Regions from separate parts of the Mus musculus genome. Here all the other regions are linked to region 1. A link is a contact called in public HiChIP or PLAC-seq and promoter capture Hi-C data. All regions are on one chromosome and are shown on one strand. The core of a region is the stretch at or near the end of the contact, and the rest is flanking DNA. Distances in the headings are between cores, read along the strand shown. Region 1 holds the start of Tada2a (transcriptional adaptor 2A). Region 2 holds the start of Znhit3 (zinc finger, HIT type 3). Region 3 has its middle 25 kb from the start of Mrm1. Region 4 holds the start of Taf15 (TATA-box binding protein associated factor 15). Region 5 holds the start of 1700109G15Rik (RIKEN cDNA 1700109G15 gene).

Region 1 (2,796 bases), core at 216-2,715:
GTGTTATGTCTGCTAGGAAGCCTTTCTTCCCTATCCTGACTAAAAGAAAATCTATCACTGTTATATCTGGATCCTGATTTATTTCCCATAAAACCACATTATGAGGCATTTAAAAATATTTGTTACTTATATATTAATATGCAACATACTTATATTTTATTGCTTATATATAAAATACACAAACCTTATGTGCAAGAGCATATACTTCGCTCACTACCAAATTCTCAGCACCCAGGGAAGTGGCTGTTCGTTGTGCTTTTGTGAAATGAATGGATTTGGAGAGTCAGTAAATGTGAAGTACTCTATAGCATCAACTGTTTATTTAACGTGGTGGGGATGACTTTCACATGTGAATTTTTAATGTTTTTTCTTTACTACTCTTTTTTTTTTTGAGACAGATCTCTTACTCTGTAGCCCAGATTGATCTCAATCTCAAAGCAATTGTCCTGCACTCTCCAAGTGTTGAGATCACAGATGTGAGCCACTAATTGCACCCAGCTGCAGATTTTATTTTTATTTTAACAATAGACTTATATTACCTGTGTACCAAAAAACAAATCAAGATGCCACACGGGCAGATATCGTATAAATGAATTCCAACAGAAATTGGGCAAATCTATGAAACAGATTTTTAAATAGATATACAGCATAATAGTTAAGATCAAGCCATGGGTTGGAATAGAGCTCTTCCCCAACACTTGGTAGCACTGTGATCCTAAGTTATATATTTCAATGCTGGACCATGAGGACAGTAACAGTGCCTCCCTCAGAAAGTTGTTTTAGACGAACCCTTATGTGTAACCCGCTTTGTACAATGCCTGGCATGCAGTATTGAAGGACTCCACAAATGGAAGCTCTTATAAGAATCTATACTATTAGTAATAAGAGATGTTGGGACATACCTAGCCCTCAAGAGTGACATCAGAGTGGACCACCACATCATCACTGCGTTTCCATGTGGGCCTCTGAAGCCCAGGCAGGGGATGGGTCTTTCCAGAGAAGGCAATTTCGACGTCCCAGAAGCATCAGAATAAAAAGGACCCTCTTCACCCCTCAAGTCATTCAGTCCGGGTAATCCATGAGTGGCATGATGCGCCCGGGGCTCGTCATCCTCCAGTCCAGAGCCTGGGCAGCCTCAGTTTCTTTGCTTGCAAAAGAATTGGAATGGGACTGTTAAGAAAAAAATCTAGACTGAAACAGCGGAAGCCGCCTTAGCACATGCCACCGGGCCGCTTGTGGCGACGGAGAAAGTGACAGCAGGTCAGACTTCAGAGCCCACCGACTAGCAGCCAGGTACCACGCTCCCCATCCCGGGGCGGCGCCACCGGGACCCGCCCGCTGCCAGACTGGAGGAGGCGGGACCGCCTCGGCGTGCTCGCGGCACGGGACCGCGCACGTGAGTCGAGGCCGCGCACGCAGGCCGCGGCGCGCACGCAGAGTCTGCACAGCGCGCGCAGCGGCGGGCTCTTCGGCGCCGAGGTGCGGGACGTGGCGAGGTGAGGCGCGGGGCCGAGCGGCGGGAGCGAGGGCACGCGGGGTCACGAGGTGCCGGCTGGCGCGGCGGGGCCACGCGGCGGGGGAGGTTGGCGCGGCCGGGCGAGTCCCGAGCCCCTCCCCCCGGCGGCTGGCGGTGCCGCAGCTCCGTATTCCCGGCTGGGCGGTGGAGCACGGCCCCGGCCCACCTGACCCGCCGAACCCCCACGTGGGTCTCCGCGCCCCAGTGTTTAGCACTGTTTTGCGGTCGAGGCCCGGCTACAGTGACCTGCCCAAGACCGTGCAGCTCTAAGGATGTTAACTGCACAACTGCCAAGCCCGCGGCTCCCCTGTGCTCATGGGATCCTGCCCCTCCATGCCTTCCCTGATCCCTCTTGTAATTAATTTAAATGTAGCCCATCTCTCAAGGATGTTAGTGTCACTGCGTGGTCTTCTAAGGAAGGAGAGGAAGGAGGATTTTGCTTTCTGCAGCATTGTGCTTTGCAATGTGAAGTGTTTGTCAGAACGTACTGTAGAATCTTTGCCACTGTAAAGGTCTTGATAGAGCCCTGCTGTTCACCAGGCTGTAAAAACATTGTGCAAATACCCCAATCTTTAGCGCTTCATTTTCTTGGGGAAAACAGCCTATGTCAGGAGATTGTTAGGATTCCAAGATATAGTCCCCGTACTAAGATTACATTTAGTACCTGACATATGCCTTTGTTAATTTTTTTTTTAATTAATTTTTTTTTTTAGTCAGCCTCATGTATCTTGGGCTAACCTTGAACTTAATGTAGCCAAGAGTTTCCATGAACTGATCGTACTGTCTGTACCTCTGGAGTACTGGGTTTGTTTGCTCAATGGATGCTGGAGTGTGAATATAAAGCATCCTTGCTAAAACACCCTACAACTGAACTACTGAGCCACAACGTTCTTCAAAGATCATTTTTCTTGGAAATAGAGTAAAAACTCACCCCTACCCAAAATAGCCTAAAGTTTGACCCTCAGCCTTCTTATCTAAGCATTGCATATACTTTGTATGTCAGTCCCCAAGCTAAAAATGTCAACGTGAAAAACCTATTTTGGTTGGAGAGATGGCTCAGCGGTTAAGAGCACTGGCTGCGCTTCCAGAGGTTCCGAGTTCAAATCCCAGCAACCACACGGTGGCTCACAGCCATCTGTAATGGGATCTGATGCCTTCTGGTGGGTCTAAGGACAGCTACAATGTACTCATATAAATAAAATAAATAAATCTTTAAAAACAAAAGGGGGGGGGGCTGGAGAGATGGCTCAGAGGTTAAGACCACTGACTGCTCTTCAGAA
Region 2 (2,796 bases), core at 116-2,615, 790 kb before region 1:
GTCTTTCAATAGCTCAAGAATTTAGGTCTGGACATCCACTTTAATTGATAAAAGGGCTCAGGTAGCAACCAAGCCCTCTAAGACACTCAAAGAGTGGGAGTCAGGGCTCCAGGCACTGCCTAGTTTGCAGCAGCTCCATCTCAGCAGGCACAGATGCTCATGCGCACACTTATTAACAGGGACCCTAGAGCAGGGCTGGTGGAAACAGAGGCAGGCCGGCTCTGTGAGTTCAAGCTCAGCCTGGTATACAGCATGAGTTCCAGGACAGCCAGGGTTACACAAAGAAACCCTGTCTTAAAAACAAAAACAAAAACAAAAACAAACAAACAAATCAACAAAGGACCCTAGAGCCTGAATGGGCCACATAGATGAGGAGGAGGCATTTGGGAGAGGAACATGATTTAAGGTCCTGGAAGCTGGAGTTTAGGTTAGACCAAATTCAGAGCTTCAGAGAGGAGCAAGTTTCTTAAAGAAAACAGGATTCCAAGTAGGGCCTGGTGACACACCCTGCAACAGGGTCTCAGACCTTAACACAACTGACTCCACGATTTTGTCTATAACTAAAGTCTATAGTAGCCTTCAAGGTTAGTCATAGCCCATCTATTCTGACTCATTAGCCTGGATTCCTTTAGCCTAGCCACTGATCTGCTCTGCAGTCAGTCAACTCCACCATGGCTTGTAGTGGCATGAAGCACAAGAAAACCTACAGGCTCATTTTCAGAGTCGTGCAAATGCACGGCTTGACACTAAAATTCCAGTCTCTTCCTTAGTCCTTTCCCCATTCTGTTTTCACTTCAAGCCTTGTGCTCCTAGGGAAGAGACCGTCTTCCAATCATCCCCAGTGTCTGGACATTGTAGAACTCACAGTCGGGGTTCAACAAGCATTTGTCAGCAGCTCAGCCTCAAATGTCTTTTGGGCTGGGAGAAGTGGCTTAGCAGTAAGGACCGCTAGATGCTGTTACAGAGTTTGAGTCTTAACATTCACAGTAGGAAGTTCAAACCCGCCTATCTCTAGCTCCATTGGATCTGATATCTTTTTCTGGTCTCTCTTGGGGCAGGGACATCATTTACCCCGGCACAGGCGCACACGTATACAGTTTTTTTTTTTTTTTAATGTCTTTGATTAGGCATGGTGGTGCACACTTGTGATGTCAGTGTCAGGGATGCAGAGGCAGAAAAATCCTGAGTTCCGTGGCCTGATCTAATCAGAGGAAAAAAATCCTTGACGCAGCAGCTCTAAATGCACATCTACTGTATCGACACTCTACAGGTGAGGCCTAGAATAGAGAACAGGATCAATCCATTGCTTCTGACTGCCAATGAGTGCGGAGCGCTGTGATTGGCCCTTGTTTAGGTAAAAGAGTGAGCGCGGGTGTCTTCTGGGAAGTCATGGCGTCGCTGAATTGTAGGACTGCGGTCTGTGTGGTCTGTTTGGAGAAGCCGAAATACCGTTGCCCGACTTGCCGCGTGCCCTAGTGAGCCAGAGCGGGTAGTGGGTTCGGAGGGAGGCCGGGCTGCGGGCGGCGGCTGCGGGCAAGGGGTACGTGCTGCGGCCGCTCGTGCTGATCGTGCTGACCTGAGCCTGTCTGTCTCATTACAGCTGTTCGGTCCCCTGTTTTCAGAAGCACAAAGGTAAGACCCCGGGACACCGTCGCAGCCCTTGCTCCTTCTTTGTACCGTACAGGCCCCATGCCCCCAGGAACCCGAAGCGGGAGGATTCCCGCCAGTTCAAAGCCAGCCTGACTACAGACTGAGACCCTGTCTCAAATAATCCAAAGCAAGTCAGCTGCTTTCTTGGGAAAAGTCTTAGCTATTTATTCATCTTGACATTCTAGTGTAGCCCCTCACTATCGCAGAAACTGCCTTGGCTGAGGTCAATTAGCCAGCAATGGTTGTCTTTAAAATATGGTTGTTTATTATTTACAATAGGAGAAATTTTCTTTTTCTGTGTGTGGTATTTTGAGACAGGTTCTCCTCCTCCTCCTCTTTTTTTTTTTTTCCGAGGCAGGGTTTCTCTATGTAGCTCTGGCTGTCCTGGGACTCACTCTGTAGACCAGGCTGGCCTCGAACTCAGAAATCCGCCTGCCTCTGCCTCCCGAGTGCTGGGATTAAAGGCGTGAGCCACCACGCCCGGCTGGTTCTTTTTCTTCTTTCATTTTCCTTCTTTCTTTGTTTGCTTTTCAATAAAGGGTTTCTGGCTGCCTTCGAACTCGCTCTGTAGACCGGGCTGGCTTCAAATTCATAGCGATCTGCCTGCCTCTTGCCTCCCAAGTGCTGTTTTATTTTGTGCTGAGAAAGAGTATCTCAGATTCACTATATATTCCTTTTTTTGTTTTGTTTTTGTTTTTGTTTGTTTTTCGAGACAGGGTTTCTCTGTGTAGCCCTGGCTGTCCTGGAACTCACTTTGTAGACCAGGCTGGCCTCGAACTCAGAGATCTGCCTGCCTCTGCCTCGCGAGTGCTGGGATTAAAGGCGTACACCACCACGCCTGGCTGAACTATATATTCTATACTCCTCCCAGACTCACAATCCCCATGCCTTAGTTTCCTAATGCTGGGATTAAAGGCACAAGCCACCACGGCCCAGCTGAGACTGGCTCTTTTTTTTTTTTTTTTATGTAGTTCAGGCTGGCCTATCTATCATGATCATGCTTTGTCATCCTCAAATGCTAGGATTATAGGAGCCACCAGAACTGGTTAAAATAAGTTCCTGACCTATTGAGAATGGAGCTGGAGCGATGGCTCGGCTGTTAAGAGCTTCTTGTTGCTTTCCCAGAGGTTCTGAGTTTGGTTTTCA
Region 3 (2,796 bases), core at 137-2,636, 670 kb before region 1:
CTACCAACTGAACTATGTTTACAGCTATGGCTTTTTTCCTTTAGAGACAGGGTCTTGCTGTGAGGCTTGGGATGGCCTCAAACTTGAGATTCTCTTTCCGTGGCTTCCCCAATGCTGAGATTACAGGCACACAGCACTCCAAGCCAAGTGAAAAGGTACCTTGATGGAACTTGAAACCTGGGTCCTCTGTATCGGCTGTCCTAAGAAAAACAAATCCTGCTGTGGGCTCAGTGCTGGTCAGGGTTTCCAGAGAGGAAAAGTGGAGCTACAGAGGTCAGGGGTGGGGTGAGGGAATTAAATACCTGCAGAAGATAGAGATGGAGAACCTACTGCAACAGGAACTCTGACAGCTAGACAGTGGTGGCCACCCATGTAAGGGGGAGGGTGCGGTGACTGGGCAAGGAGGCCCGTAGGGACAAAGAAGGATCAGAATGGCAATTACTGGTGTTCTGACCAGTGGCTGACATGTTCCCCAGCTCAGTGGTGGAGTACACAACATCACATCCCTTATCTTCCAAGACTCTCATTACAGCCCCATTTTACAGATGAGAACCATGAGGCTCACAAGCACTGAGTGAGTTTGTCAAAGTCACACCCTGGACATGGAGTCAGGCTTCAAACTCAGATCTGCTTGGCCTTACTGTCTGGTCTCATCGCTCAGTAGACATTGTCAGAATGACTGAGAAACAACACCCATGTTCGTTATTTGAGTCTCTTGTTAAGATAAAGGCTTGCCAAAGGGGGTTGTCAAAATTTGGGCCACTTGGAAATTTATTTTTCTACCAATAAACAAAACAACACACTGTTGGTCAGAGATCAGAAAATTCATCTTAAGCCTTAGTCAGTGGTAAAGTTGGGGCTTTTGTTAGGGATACATTGTGACTGAGAAAATGGGGAAAAGAAATTGATTTATTTTTTTAAAAAAAAGTACATTTATTTATTTGTGTGTATGGGAGGGTGGGACACATACACAACACACTAATTGCCTTTATTTATTTATTTATTTATTTATTTATTTATTTATTTATGTGTGGAGGTCAGAGGTCAACTCCTGCAAGTCGGTTCTCTTCTTTCACCATCTCAGTTCCAGGAACGAGACTCAGGTCACCAGGCTTGGTGACAAGTGCCTTTCCACACTGAGTCGTTTCACCCACTCCAGAACAAAGCTTTTCAATGGAAAGGGTTGCTCACTGCATCTTGGGGGCTCCGTGACTGAAGGAGCACTATCATCTTAATGTCATGCGAGAGGTCTACATTAGGGTCCTTTGTAAAGATGTGTCCCAGGCTAGTAGTCCTTCCTCTTCCGCCCTTCCGCCCTGAGTAGCATCCCACTCACGGAGACAATGTGCAGGCTGGGTTCTGAGCTGGAGCTGCCTGCCAGGTGCACTAGGTGGCGCTCTGATACTGGTCAATGCTCAGATGCGCCGCGGTCAGTGGGCAGGGTGGGCACAGCTTAGGAGGAAGGCGGTCTCACTGGGCCTGAAACCCAGGGCTAGAACTACGCCAAGGGTACCTGGACATAGATGCCAAGCTCGGGACCGGGGGCTGGGCATCACTGATCCACGACTTGTGAAGCCCAGTGTTTTTAGGTCTTAAACAGCAGCAGTGGGAAGGACACAGAAATCAGCGGGAGAGGAGGGGAGAGGGAAAAGGATGGAGGAGAAAGGGAAGGAGCGAGAAGAGGGTGGGTGGGGGGAACGAAGAGGGTCTACATTTGTGGAGCTAGGCTAAGCAGCTTATCTGGTGTGGAGACGCTATCCTCTTCCTGATTGCTGTGAACCCAGGGTGTCTTGTTGGTCTTGTCCTGAGAGACTTGGGCTGTGTGTGCCTGAGGAAGTCTGAGGGAATGAGGGGAAGGTCCAACCTTGCTCCAGGGGCAAGACACAGACATGGGCCTCAGAGGTCTGGGAGGTTTTGTCCTATTTAGCTGTCTTAGCCATGTGTCCTTGGGTGATCCACTGAGACATGTGTTTTTTTTTTTTTTTGTCTTTGGTGTTTGGGGATCTTAACAGTCGGCTTCAGAGTTTGGAGGAGACTTAAATAGGATTATTCACACAAAGCCACCCTCAGGAGCCTGTGACCCTGTTCTCTATTTTGCATCCCTTCCTGCCTGCAGGTCCCCCAAAACACTGTTGTAACTGATGTAACTGTGTAACTGATGGAGTGGGGGGTTGGGGATGGAGGGTGTGGAAGCTTCCATGGCTCTCAGCAATCTCCAAAGCCTGCTCACACTGTGGGGTCCAACCTCCTGAGTATCTTGCATTAGAATTTAGCATTTCCCTCCTTGGAAATTGTGCTGGCTTTTTTTTTTTTTGTCAACTCAGCACAAACTATAGTCACCTGAAAAGTGACTATAATTCACATAAAGAATTGCCCACAGGCAAGTCTTTGGGGACATTTTCTTGGAGGGTTAATGATTGATGGGGGAGGTCCCAGCCCATGTGTGGTGTCAACCCTGGCAGATAGTCCTGGGTTGTAGAAGAAAGCAAGATGAGCAAGCCAGTAAGCAGTGTTCCTCCATGGCCTCTGCTTCAGTTCCTGCCTTCAGGTTCCTGCCCTGCGTTCCTGACCTGGTGTGTAAACCAAACAAACCCCTCCCTCCCCAAGTGGCTTTTGGTCAGAATGTTTCATCTGAGCAGCAAGGGAGGACAGAAATGAAGGGTTTGCAGCCATGTCTGGCCACACAGTGTCTGCCCTTCACCCTTGTAGGTCTCTCTGTAACTGTCAGGGCTCAGTGGACCCAGAGAGAAAACCTGAACCCCAGCAACAACTTGGGAAGGAAGCAGAAGGCAGCCC
Region 4 (2,796 bases), core at 76-2,575, 660 kb after region 1:
AATTGCAGATTTGATCATACACATCCCTCCAGGTGGACTGGGAAAACCTTTAGAAAAGGATTGCCAATTAATTAATAAAAGGGCAAATCTTCCAAGCATAGTGGTGCACACCTTTAGTGCCAGCGGTTAGGTGGATCTGTGAGTTTGGGGCCAGCCTGGACTCCATATCGAGTTCCAGTTGAGCCAAGGATACCTCATGAGATCCTTTCTCTCATAAGTAGGTGAAAAACTACCAAAGTCATTATGTCATCTCAGCCATATGGCTTTAGGCAATGTTTTCCTCAGAAGTAAAGAACTCTCGTTCTGGGTCTGTCTTTGCCACCTGTAAGTGTAGCCCAAAGAAAGGACCTTATGTGGTCAACTGGAACTGTTAGAATTCAGAGGACTTTTAAGTTCTGGTTTAACAGGACCCAGACTGCCTGTCCGGAGGGGGGAAAGCCTCACTTCCACACAGCAGTGGCCTCTATAAATACTAATTTGAGGAAGACGCTGTCCTTGGTCTCTAAAGTCTTAAGGGAAATGCCACGAAGACCTAAAAGTGCTCGTCAGTAACTGGCAAGGCTTAATTCTAAGTTCAGGAGATTAACAAGTGGAGGAGGGAGTACAAAGGTGAAGCCCAATAAACAAACACCGCCCCGCAACCCCAATGGTTACAGCAGAGGGAATGACCGTAGCGCGACTTCGGGTAAGGCAAAGTGCTTCGAAAAGGGCTCCCAGAGCGTAAGACTCCCACCTGATGAATGGGTGAGTCAGGAAGGCCCAGCTCCACTTCTCGGATGGGGAAACAGAGGAACGAGGTGGCGAGACGACCGGCCGGAGGCCTCGCTGAGAGATCTGAGTCGGCGCGGAGGACCCGAAGCCCCCAGTCCTCAGGCTGATGCTCAGATCTCGGCTCCCCCCGCCCTTACGATGGCGTAGACGGGCCTCCGCCCCCCCCCCAACTCACACACACCCTCCCCGGGGAGCTGCTCATCTCCCCAGGTTCCAAGGGCAGGATCAAAAGAGCTCCGGGGCGCTCCCGCCGTGATTTGTAGCCAGGGAGCGTTGGGAGCGTGCGTGCCTCCGGTCCAACATGGCGGCGACGCGGCCGCCCCCCTCCCTCCCCCCACCCCAGCCTCCCTCAGGCCGGAGTCTTTCCCTCGCGGCCCTCCGGTGGGCGGGAAGACGGCCAGAACCCACCGGACCCCTTCTCGCCGCTGCCGCTGCTCGCTGACGGAGTCACCTACCCGACATGACTAACAGCCGCGGCGCGGAGCCCCGCCACGGCCCGCGGAGAACAAGGAAAACGAAAAGCCAGGCGGCGCGGCTGCTGGAGCTGCTCTGAGGGCGGCGCGGCGGGCTGAGGCCGACTGCGGGCCCTCGGCAGCCAATCAGCGCGCGGCAGGCGATACCACTGCGCCGAAGCCGGAGGGGTGATTCCACGCCACTCCGTTCCGCCGAGCCTTAGAGTCCTCCCGGATCTCCCCTCCGCGACCGTACCATTATTGAGAGGGAATTGAGAGAGGAAAGTACCAATGCCCTCCTGGGGCTAGGGGAGGAAAGCGAGCCAGCTCGCTCCGCCCCATTCACAACCCCAGTTCTAGTTTTACCGGGTCTGGTAGACTTTGAAGCTATGAAGCGAAAGACGAGGCTCCCCTTTTATAAATAAGAACTTAATGCCTGGGAAAGTCGATTCTTCCTTTAAAATCGGGAATGGTGTGGTCGGCCTCGCTCGGGCTCTTGCTGCAGAACTTGAACCACTTGGGGGCGTCCCGAGTCTGGGCAGCGAGCGGAACGAAAGTCGTGACAAGCTCCATACCTGATCGCCTCCGGGGCTGTTATAACCACCTTGTCCAATAAAAAAATCGAAGTGAGACCAGAACAAAAATGTGACTTCAGTCTAAGTCACGCGCATAACTGGCTCCGGGAATAAGGAGACACGGGAATGGATCTTTCTTAGTCCTCTGTAACAGCTAACTCTTAAATTGTCAGCGCCTTACATCATCTCATTTAATTCGCACAACAGACTGATGAAATAGTTTCCCCCAGTTGCGGATACAGCCGGATAGCCTGAGGCTAACCAAGGGCAAAGGTGGAATTTTGAAGCCTGGTAACCAGACCCTGTTGCTAAGGGGTTTTACCGGAAAGCCGTAGAGTAAGCTCAGTTGGGAAAAGGGCTTGGAAAACTCGAGAATCTGCAAGGACATTTCCCCGAGTGAGTGACACCTGAACGAAGACCTGGGTGATGAGTTATTCAAGTTGAATTGGGCAAAAGATCTGTCCAGACTTGGTGTAGAACAAGTAATTTGATATGTTTGAAGTGTAGCCTCCAGGGGAGAAAAGTTGAACTTGCCAGAAAAGTAGGAGGGTATATAGCTGAGGCCTCTTAGTTTGAACTTTGTCCTGAAGGTGGTGGATCCACCCACTAGAGAACTTCAAAAGGTGGAGATTAGATATGTATTTTCCAGCTGTAGAATGAAGAATAGGTTGGAGTTGCGAGGTGCCTAAAAGTGGGAGAGAGAAGCGAGACTAAGAATTTTGCTCAGTGATCCAAGCCTGGCCTAACATGCTTGAGTCCCTGGGCTCAATTCCCAGCACTGATAATTTTTAAAACCAATTGAGGTAGCATGGCCCAGTACTAGAAAGTGGAATCAGGAGGACCTCTGAATTTGAGGCCAAACTGGTATACATAGTGAGTTCCAGGACACACAGGACTGCAGAGGGCCTTTTTTATTTTTGTCTTAAAACAAAATATTTTAAGCAGGAAGATCACTTGAGTGGCTTAATAATAATGCTAGTGAGAGAGATCGCAGTGCA
Region 5 (2,796 bases), core at 152-2,651, 590 kb before region 1:
TTCTGCCCAGGACTACCGTGTAATGTCCCCCCTTTTCTTTTATTTGACAAAGTTAAGTGTGTGTGTTTGGGAAGGGGGAAATCTGAGGCCTTGCACACCCGTGCACTTTGTTCATAGATGATACGGAGTGCGCACACACACACACACACACACACACATGCGCACGCGCACGCACACACACACTTTCATGCTGCTCCAAGGAGAACAATGACCAGCTTGTGTTCAAGAATAAGACAGGTCTGGCCTCATGTCCTTGGTTTGCTATTTCCTGCTCTGTGACCTTAGGAGCGTTTCTTCCCTGCTTTCAGACTCAGTTTCCCCATCTGTGAATTAAGGCTAATTACATGGGGGAAAGAAACAAATAAGATTATAAAGGATAAAAATGTGGTACATGTAAGATTCTTAGGGCAGTATCTGACAAGCATGGGTAGGTTAGACAGCAAGACTCAGTGGGCATTTTCCATTGCCATCTCTGTTACGCCAGCAGGGGGAGGCCCATCCAGGAGTCAACTCTATTGAACAACTCTACTGGAGTCTGGTGTTCCCACATGCTGCCTTGTTTGATCTTGTCAATGTCCTTATGAGGTTCATAAGTACTATCAGACTATCAGACTAGTAAGGAAGCTAAGGCTCAGAGGTTTCAGTGGATGATGTCCCAGCCTGAGATCAGCTGGGAAGAAAGAGCCAAGGTTTGGATATTGGGATTCATGACACTCAAGAGCTCTTCTCCTCCTCTTCTACTTCTACTTCTTTTTTTTTTCTTTTCAAAAAATTTTTTTTATTGATTTATTATATGTTAGTACACTGTAGCTGTCTTCAGACACCCCAGAAAAGGGCATCGGATCCCATTACAGATGGTTGTGAGCCACCATGTGGTTGCTGGGATTTGAACTCAGGACCTTTGGAAGAACAGTCAGTGCTCTTAACTGCTAAGCCATCTCTCTAGCCCTCTCCTCCTTCTCCTCCTCCTCCTCCTCCTCCTCCTCCTCCTCCTCCACCTCCTCCTCCTCCTCCTCCTCCTTTCTTCTCCTCCTCCTCTTCTTCCTCCTCCTCCTTCCTCTTCTTCTTCCTCTCTCTTTCTTTTTCTTTTTTGGACAGAGTCTCATGTATTCCAGGTTAGCCTCAAACTTCATATGTTTCTGAGGACACTCATGATCTTCTGGTTCTTCTGCCTCCACCTTCTGAGTGCTGAGATTATAAATGTGCACTACCACATCTGGTTTATATGGTGCATTCTGGGGATCAAACTCAGGGCTTTGTGTATGGTAAGCAAGCATTCTACAAACTGTGATGCAATATGGCAGAACTCTGAGCAATTACTCTGTTCTGGGCCCTGGGGAGGGACTCTCATTGGTCACAGAGGGTATTGTCATCGCCTTTGAGAAAGGTGGAGCCCACTTAGGGGAGACCAGATACTTCAGAGGGTTCAGAGTGGTTATAGGAGAAGGTACCAGTACCAACTTGAGCAACATTAGCCCCTACTTCCTTCCTCCCTCTCTTCCTCCCTCTCTTCCTTCCCGTTGGATGCTCTTGCTATTTACACATCAGCTCTTGTTCTGTTCTGTTTTGTTTTGTTTTGCTTTGTTTTTCTAGACTGAGTTTCTCTGCGTAGCCTTTGCTGTCCCAGAACTAGTTCTGAAGAACAGGCTGGTCTCAAACTCTGAGATCTGCCTGCCTCTGCCTCCTAAGTGCTGAGATTAAAGGTGTGCAGCACCACCAACTGGCTATGTGTCCACTCTTTTACATGCATTATTTATTATTTTGCACAGCTGTTAACAAGAGTATTTATGTGTGGAGTTGCTGATTGTAATCACAGTAAAAGGAGAAGTGACATTTGAAGGCCTACTGTGTACTGAACTCGGAACAAAGGGAGTTCTGAGTAACTATATAACTTCAGCACATCTTCTCAGCAACCTGATGAGGTATGTAAAGTTGTTGTTAGCTCTGTATTATAGATGGGGGAACTGAAGTTTGGAACAGTTAAGTAATTTGCTCCAAGTTACACAGTGTCTTAGTTAGGGTTTCATTGCTGTGAAGAGGCACCATGACCAAGGCAACTCTTATAAAGGAAAAAAAAAAACATTTAATTGGGGCTGGCTTACAGATTCAGAGGTTCAGTTCATTATCATCCTGGTGGGAGCATGGAGGCACCCTGGCAGACATGGTGCTGGAGAAGGAGCTGAGAGTTCTACATCTGGATCAGAAGGTAGCCGGAAGAGACTGAGACATACTTCCTCCAACAAAGCCACACCCACTCCAACAAGAAGACACCTCCTAATAGTGACACTTCTTATGAGCTTATGGGGGCCAGTTTTCCCCCCAAAACCACCACACACAGTAAACACTAGAGCCTCCTCTTAGTTTGAATTCTTTTTTATTTTAGTTTTTTTTTCTTTCTTTTTTATTAACCTGTGTGTGTGTGTGTGTGCGCACACACACACAGTTCACATGTGGAGGTCAAAGGGCGACTTGTAGGAGTCTGTTCTTTCCTTCCACCATGTGGGCTCTGGGTCATCAGGTCATCAGGCTTGGTGGCAAGTGCCATTACCCGCTGAGCCCTGAGTTAAACTCTTAATAGTGAAGGATCACAGGACAAATCCCCTGCCACCTCCCTCCACTCCCGTCACTCTCTTCGCCAGTCAGAGATCTATGAAGTAAAAATTTCCCAAACCCACATATATAAGTACACGTATAGAGAGAGACTTTTTTCCTTAACATTAACCATCCTGCTGCAATGGTCTGACAGTTCATCTCCCTCATTTTATGCCAGAAAATACAGTTCTCTTCCATTCTTGT

Evidence for each region. Promoter capture Hi-C pulls out the DNA fragments that hold promoters and counts their contacts. HiChIP or PLAC-seq counts read pairs in DNA pulled down with a chosen protein or histone mark.
Region 2: a contact with region 1 is called in a promoter capture Hi-C map of embryonic stem cells, with 2.3 times the contacts expected there. The contact joins the promoter of Znhit3 here to the promoter of Tada2a in region 1. A contact is called at or near these places in 3 of 39 promoter capture datasets (embryonic stem cells, hippocampal neurons and pre-B cells) and 2 of 115 datasets of contacts at active chromatin or transcription factors (astrocytes and stem cell-derived neural progenitor cells).
Region 3: a promoter capture Hi-C map of embryonic stem cells shows a contact between it and region 1, with 4 times the contacts expected there. The contact joins the enhancer-like site here to the promoter of Tada2a in region 1. A contact is called at or near these places in 8 of 39 promoter capture datasets (the 3T3-L1 cell line, the C10 cell line, cranial neural crest and 3 more), 1 of 15 datasets of contacts at CTCF or cohesin (large pre-B cells), 3 of 484 Hi-C or Micro-C datasets (the G1E-ER4 cell line, bone marrow-derived macrophages and embryonic stem cells) and 9 of 115 datasets of contacts at active chromatin or transcription factors (embryonic basal ganglia, embryonic forebrain, embryonic hindbrain and 6 more).
Region 4: a contact with region 1 is called in a promoter capture Hi-C map of liver, with 2.9 times the contacts expected there. The contact joins the promoter of Taf15 here to the promoter of Tada2a in region 1. A contact is called at or near these places in 5 of 39 promoter capture datasets (the 3T3-L1 cell line, hippocampal neurons, liver and 1 more), 1 of 484 Hi-C or Micro-C datasets (embryonic stem cells) and 1 of 115 datasets of contacts at active chromatin or transcription factors (embryonic stem cells).
Region 5: a contact with region 1 is called in an H3K4me3 HiChIP or PLAC-seq map of bone marrow-derived macrophages, with 5 times the contacts expected there. The contact joins the promoter of 1700109G15Rik here to the promoter of Tada2a in region 1. A contact is called at or near these places in 6 of 39 promoter capture datasets (embryonic stem cells, frontonasal cranial neural crest, hippocampal neurons and 3 more) and 1 of 115 datasets of contacts at active chromatin or transcription factors (bone marrow-derived macrophages).

The regions. Positions count from the first base shown.
Region 1 is chr11:84,128,237-84,131,032 of GRCm38.p6, reverse strand. It overlaps Tada2a (transcriptional adaptor 2A), which reads left to right and starts at 1,465. Exons shown (of 16, transcript NM_172562.3): 1 at 1,465-1,496. It also overlaps a transcript of Acaca not described here.
Region 2 is chr11:84,914,935-84,917,730 of GRCm38.p6, reverse strand. It overlaps Znhit3 (zinc finger, HIT type 3), which reads left to right and starts at 1,365. Exons shown (of 5, transcript NM_001005223.3): 1 at 1,365-1,475; 2 at 1,601-1,632. The coding sequence starts at 1,390.
Region 3 is chr11:84,793,276-84,796,071 of GRCm38.p6, reverse strand. No RefSeq gene overlaps it. Among named protein-coding and RNA genes, the nearest start is that of Mrm1, 25 kb to the left of the region's middle. Within about 2 kb of position 1,386, at least 21 of the 459 cell types and tissues checked have an H3K27ac peak or open chromatin away from gene starts, as enhancers often do.
Region 4 is chr11:83,471,637-83,474,432 of GRCm38.p6, reverse strand. It overlaps Taf15 (TATA-box binding protein associated factor 15), which reads right to left and starts at 1,325. Exons shown (of 16, transcript NM_027427.3): 1 at 1,227-1,325. The coding sequence starts at 1,233.
Region 5 is chr11:84,719,037-84,721,832 of GRCm38.p6, reverse strand. 1700109G15Rik (RIKEN cDNA 1700109G15 gene) reads left to right here and starts at 1,401. Exons shown (of 3, transcript NR_046197.1): 1 at 1,401-1,447; 2 at 1,770-1,922.